2 separate regions of the Arachis hypogaea genome follow, and region 1 is linked to region 2. The links are chromatin contacts, called in public Hi-C maps. All regions are on one chromosome and are shown on one strand. Each heading gives the region's core, a stretch centred on a gene start, on an enhancer-like site or on the middle of the called end of the contact. The rest is flanking DNA. Distances are from core to core; before and after follow the strand shown. Region 1 has its middle 12 kb from the start of LOC112802371. Region 2 has its middle 30 kb from the start of LOC112802371.

Evidence for each region. A called contact is a pair of places that touch in the nucleus more often than the background predicts.
Region 1: a contact with region 2 is called in a Hi-C map of leaf, with 2.1 times the contacts expected there. The contact joins two enhancer-like sites. A contact is called at or near these places in 3 of 8 Hi-C or Micro-C datasets (leaf and an unstated tissue).

Annotation. Positions count from the first base shown.
Region 1 is chr5:102,839,254-102,842,875 of arahy.Tifrunner.gnm2.J5K5, forward strand. No RefSeq gene overlaps it. Among protein-coding and RNA genes, the nearest start is that of LOC112802371, 12 kb to the left of the region's middle. Within about 2 kb of position 1,463, at least 3 of the 3 cell types and tissues checked have open chromatin away from gene starts, as enhancers often do.
Region 2 is chr5:102,797,209-102,800,726 of arahy.Tifrunner.gnm2.J5K5, forward strand. No RefSeq gene overlaps it. Among protein-coding and RNA genes, the nearest start is that of LOC112802371, 30 kb to the right of the region's middle. Within about 2 kb of position 1,478, at least 3 of the 3 cell types and tissues checked have open chromatin away from gene starts, as enhancers often do.

The DNA of each region.
Region 1 (3,622 bases), core at 213-2,712, 42 kb after region 2:
TGATTGAGTAATTATACTAATTAAAATTAAATTTAGTAAGATGATAAACCTCACCACAAAATTATTTTTTTATCGATCTTTAACAACTACAATAAAAGGCTTCAGTTTATATATTTTATTTTGTTTGAACTTTGAATCATTTTAATCTTTTAATAAACTAACTTATTATTTTTATTTTTAATCCATATTTATTATTGTTATTACTATTATAGTAAACTTTGTTAAATCCAAATAAAAATTTAATTATTTTGTTGGTTTCTATAATTTTGTAAAATTTTTAATTAGGTCTTTATATTTTTTTAATTTGGTTTCTGCATTAATTTTTTTTAATTAGGTCCTTTTTTACCGTATAGAGACTTAATTAAAAAAACTTTAGAGCAAAGACTCAATTAAAAAAAATATAAAAACTTAATTAAAAATTTCATAAAATCATAGAAATCAATGGAATAAATAAGCTCCAAATAAAAAATATATTCAATGTGTTATATTGTAAGCCAAAATACAATCGTAATGTATTCTAGAAATATGACTCACATATTACATAATTAGTCATACTAATAATATCCATTTGTAATTAATTTTTTTTATATTATGAGCAATACATACTTAATGATCTTTTTATTATTAAAATAAAATAAATTACACTAATTTTTGCTAACATCTAAATTCACTAAATACGTTTAATTAAATTAAAAGTTAACAATAAAAAATATTATTTATTATATTGTTATTTACAATTTTTAAATTTTGTGACGGTAAACATACTTTTAAGACAATTTAATAATATAAAACTTATGCCACAAATATTTTTTTTTATTAGATATCATACAACCCTTTATTTTTAAACAATATTGCTATATAAAATAATTTACTATATATTTTGTAAATAAAAAATAAATTTAGATTAAATGGTTAATAGCTTAAACTGAGTCATTATTTTTCGAACAATAATAAAACAGAAATTCAATTTATGATGAGGTCTATTATTATATCAACGTAATTAGTCATAATGAAAATAATTACTCACTTAAATTCTATATAAAAAAGAGAATTTTTTTATATCATTCCTACAAAGAGTATAAACTTTGTTTCCTTCTTTAAACACTTGTCAAACTCTCCAATGAACTAACACATATCTATAGGTGTAGAAATTTTTTTCTTTCTACACCATAGAACTCACCTAACATGTAAAATACGGTGAGGACTGTCTTTGCTGTTCTGTTAACCCAAAAAAAAGTTTGAAATGTTGTTTCTGAAGTCTGGTGGTATGGTTGTCAACGTGGCTTAAGTATGATTGGCTTTTTTGTTTTATTTGGTCAAGTACCTTTACAAACATCTCCTTTTCTTTTTCAATGGGTTTTATATATCAACTTCTTAGACATAGAATTTGAATCCGATACACCTTCTAGTAACGTAAATATAGTTACCACTAAATCTAGTATGATCAGCTTGCGTTTCAGCTAGCTATAGAGTGGAGAAGGCCTGCTGGCCTGAGCATTAATTGCTTAGCTTGTGTGGATTGGGCCAAAGTAATGGGGCTCTTTTTTAATATTGGAGTATAATTTTTTTTTGTGGCCTAAGAAATTAGTTAAAGTTGTCTTATATTACCCAAAAATATAAAAAGAGTTGAGAATAATACAAAAAAAGGGGCTAAGTTTATCATATTGATGTAGGTTTATTCAATTAATTTATTCTAATAATGAGTTGTCCTAGAAATATTTTAATTGAGATCAATGTTACAATAAATTTTTGAAGGATAGTATTTATGGAGGATTAAACATAGGTTACTTATGAGCTAATTAAACAAGAACAAAAAATTTAAAAAAATATATATTTAGTATTTATAACAAAAAAGTGATATAATTATTTCAATTTTATTTATTAGAGTTTTTGTAATTCAACTTTAAAACTTAATAATTAAGTTGATAACTCTTTATTAGATTTATATACAATCTAAATATCAATTATCAAACTTAAATAGAATTTGTGTTATTTTTTAAAATTGTTTAAAATTAGAAATGATATGTATGTTTATCTATTGATATTTTTGTTTTTGAAGCTAACTTTTATTTTGACAATGATATATAGTTGAAAGAACTTTTTACTTTGATTTTATAATTATATGAAAAATAAATTTTATTTTAATAATTATTTATTAGTATATATAGGAAGAGAAAGATTATGCATCTTAAAAAAAAGAGATTGATAAAATAAAAAAATGGTATTTTAATCAAATTTAAATTAAGATAGCAAATTCACATGTTATAAAAAATTATAAATATAATAGTGACTGAGATATTATTTTTTCACATTAAAAAATTTTATTTCTTAAAACGAAAAAATTTAATTATATTGACAATAAAAAATTATTTTATATCTTTTTAAATATAAAATAAAAAATAAAAAATTTTAAATAATATTTTATTATTTTAAATTATGTTTTTTTAAATTAATGTATTAGTCAAATAATTTGAAATTTGATTATATTTTATAATAATAAAGTTAAAAATTTTTGAATCTCTCACTGCGTGATGTGTAAGTCAATATCATAAACAATTAGGAAAAGATATGATTAGTTTTTTTTTTTTTTTTGATCAAGTGGATTGGACAGCTTCCAATCCTAAGCATTACACCTATGTTACACACACAACACACTCACACACTACCATGGATAATTGGATATTATGGATTCCTTAAACCAACAACCAACCTCAGCTGGGACTAGAACTCACACACTACCATGGATAATTGGATATTATGGATTCCTTAAACCAACAACCAACCTCAGCTGGGACTAGAACCCAGGTGCAGCGCTGTATAAGGCAGATAGTTAAACCATCTGTGCTGGACCTCTGCTGCAAGATATGATTAGTTGGAGATATTAAAGAGGAAAAATGATATTAGTCTAAAAGATATCTCTCTCACTATCCATACAAAAAAAAAAATTGGCCCATTACATGCCTATCATAACCAACCCACATCGCAGCCTAGCAGGTAGCAGCTTCGACTCCAACAACTGTCAACTTGGCTAATTACGTCCAACAACACTTCAAGAGTTTCACATATGGCTGACTCTTTTGGAGGCGGATTCCATGTGTCGTATGTGTTTGGTTGATTAATGTGCCTACTATTTAACTTTAGTTAATTGGTGCGCTTGATAAAGAGAATTGTTAGATTTTTTTCTTTTTTAATCTAACGGTAGAGATCATCTTAATATTTATCTTTTTTAATTAACTAATGAATACTTTTTGCAGATTTTATGTTATAAAAATCACTTTAAAAAAAAATTGAATTTTTAGTAACTATTGTTATAGATTTACTATCTATCTGGATTAATAATTTAATATAACAAAAATTTATGAATTTGTAAATTTAAATTAATTAGAGTTAATTATTCTATTTTATATTAAACTAAAGAATCCGATGAAGTCTAAATTATAAATCCTAAACAATTAATAAAATATTAATTTTTTAATCAAGTTGAATTGGTCTAGTAGTTAGCTCACTAGTTCGCTTAAATAAGTATCGAAAGTTCGAATCCTGCCTTATGCATGCAGTATTATTATGATGAGAATGGCCCAGATAATGATTATGAGTAGTGTAGTTTGTAATTATACATTAT
Region 2 (3,518 bases), core at 228-2,727:
TATCACTTCTTCCCCTTCCTCACTCCCCCTTTTCCATTGAGACTACATTGATAGGCCAACTAGTTATTTGATTAAATTCGCCGGGATTGGATTGTTTGACTTGTTAATATTGCTGTCTTCAGCTTAGAATTGTTACTTCTCTCATCATCTCCTTTCTTCTTCCTACTTGCTCCGCTTTTAACCAATCTCTCTATTCCTCTTCTTCAACTTATCCTTTTAAGAAATTCTCAATCTAAAAGCTGCAATCCCGTACATCATTCCCAATATGACCACAATAATTACAGAAGATGCCAATCCTTTCATATTTGATTGCTACATCCAGTAATTTATTGTTAGGGTCTGCTAGTTTGATATATCTCCTAAGTGGTTTTGTCACATCCATGTTCACTTGAATTTTCACTATGCTATTTTTTTTTTCACGGATTTAAAAATATCCACGTGTAGTACTTCATCGAAAGAGCTACCTGTCTTCCTCCCAATTCTTTTGTTTTGAACTGTTCTGGGAGACCCTAAATCTGTATCCATATCGGCACATGGGCAAAGTCAACTTCTTCAGTCGATTCTGCTTCCTTCCATCTCTTTAGATTTAGGATGTAGTTATTGAAAATCCATCAGAAGAATTGAAAATGTTTCCTCCATGATCAATCACTTTAAATCCATCAATTTGTCTTTATAATGAGTGTATCACTGCCTCCATTATATCAGATGAAAACTGTTGATCTCCAAACAATCTTTCTATTAGGCTCCTTGCGCACCTTTCTCGACTATCTTGAATGTCATTCTCTTCAAAACTGTCCACTATTTCTTCTTCTACTATTTTCGTTCTATGGTGTTCTACTGGTGTAGCCATTTGCATTGCCATGATTATTCTGTTGACACTTGATCGCTTTATTAACACTTGATGAAGAATAACTGAAATTAGGATTACTCCACTAAATCCTAGCAGAGCACTTAGGTAACCCTATTAGCTTGATATAAATCCTTTAATAATATTAGAACTTTTTTCCCTTCAGTGATCTTGTTCAGAGACTTGGTGTAAAGAACAACTTGAAATTAATACGAGCTTTACTAAACAAGGTATAAAGACATGTTTTGTATGTTTTTGTCTCCATATTTTTGTCTCCATCTCACGGTCTCTATATTTTCGTCCCGAAACAATATCCAAATGGAACCTATATTCTTTGTTTCTTAACATCCGCCATCCAATGTACCCGAGAACCATCTTATTTCAATTCGTCCCTTTGTTTTCGTTTTTGTTCTGTTGATGGGCGGTGGGAGTGGGACTGTGGGAGTTTGATATTGTTTTTTTTACCATTTTGGACTTTTTGGAAAAAAAAAATGGACATAGCACTTCTTTATTCTATTTCGGTATTTCCTTTGCCAAACTACCATTTGATTTCTTAAATGGAATCATATTACAGAATGTACCAAAAAGTTAGAACAAAAAGTTTGCCCAAAAAATTATTCCAAACAAGACGATAGCAATTTACCCAGAAACTTCAGAGCATAAGACCCAACTACATATACCCATATTATAGTTCCTCTTTTCGGTCATTTTCCATATTCTTTTTGTCCAACTAAATAACAATTTATTTTCAACCAATATCAGTTAATTAATAACAAAAAAGTTCACATATTTGTTCCGAACACAAGAGAGATGATATATCCAGACCAAAAAAAAAAAAGAACGAAATAAAAAGCTAGAGTGTAAAGATAAAAGAGGTCATTAGCGCCCCCTCAATTACCAAAAAATAAAAGAGGTCATTACCAGAAACAGAAAAGGTGAAGACCGAAGCTGAATATCAGTCCAAAAGAGTTGATTTCACCGGACCAAAAAAAAGTTGTTGTTTCCAAATTATTTCTTATTTTCTTTATTGTGTATCAAGTCGATACCAAAAGTCACAGTAAAACAAAGGCGCTAATTTAATTTTTGTTGAATTGTGGGAAAGTAATTATACTTTTCAACCCATTATATTTTCGTATTTTTTTAATAAGCATCCAAATCAACATATAGATAAAATGTTGACTAGCAAATGAAAATCTAGATCATTTGGACTAATGCATGCTCAATAATGAATCCATTGTTTGTTATTAAATGCAACGTGATTCGATCAACATGTGTTACGTATTTCCGTGCGGGAAGCTTGAATCCAGAGAAAGAAGCAAAAGCTAGAGAGGGTAAAAAAAAGGAAAGAAAATAAAGTTCTTTAAATCCTTACATACACTTAGTTACTATTGATTTACGTTGGTTGAAATACTAAAATACTTTAATTTATTTGTATATAAATATATAATTTAATTTATTTTAATTATGTATTTATATTTTAATATATTTATTATAGACTGATTTTAGTGTACATATAACATAGTCGATTGAAATATTATACAGTTCTTTCTCATCATAAAGTGTCATAGTTAGGATGATTTGAAATAGTATCTTTTTTACGTGTTTGTTCATTTGACAAATTCTCCTTTTACACCGGGTCATTATTTATTAATTCTGAATAGATTAGGGATATTTGCGTATCTAATTAATAAGCGTACAATTAAAACACTTTTTAAAATTCAAAAGTGAAAAAGATAGAACGAATAAAAATGTGATTGGATGGCTTTAAAAAAAATTATAGAGTTAATATATCAAGAATAAATAATAATATTAAACAAATATCTTGGAGAGTATTTGTGCTATACCTTGATAAATTATTAAATTTTATGTTAGAGTTTATTTTTAATTATTTGACAAACTTCAATTAAATCATAACTATAAAAATTATGAAGTCACTAGTAGCTTTTTTTTTTCAAATGAAATTACAATGTTTGTAAAAAGAATGATGAAATGATCATGTCATGAGCATGAATAACTTGAGTTGGTAAAACTGCTTATATTAAAATCAATGAGACACAGTACCGGTTCTGTTGGGGCTTTGAATAATTCCCTTAACTTCTCTTCCACTCCTTTTAATTTATCCTAATGTCCATCGGTTGTAATAGATAATGATTAGCAGAATATAACTATTGCTGGAAAATCAACTTATAATCATGAAAAAGGACAGAGGTTGTAACATATTCCTAAACCCTAATGATATAAGTCTTCCCTTATACAGTACGTTACTTTTATATTTTTGTATAATGCTAAGTACATACTAATATACCTTCACATATATGCAAATTTAATGTTACTATAATATAATGAACGGCAAGGAAGGAATATTTCCATTTTTTAGAAAGTTTGGTACTTGATATGTTAACAATAAAAATACAACAAATAAATTGTTAAGATAATTTAGGTTAGTTGAATGGTCAACTCATTTGTTTGTCTATTTAAATTTATATTCAAATAACATTAAAAAATATTTTTTTTTTTAAAAAAAAGAGGAATAACTTTAAACGTAGTGGTGGCAAACTGGTCATAGCCTTTTAAATTGGCTCATTTAACTTTTTAAAAATGTAGATTTCAGTATTTCACATTTCATTTTAGTCCGCATGAAAAAATGAGTCAATCACACATCCTATAATCT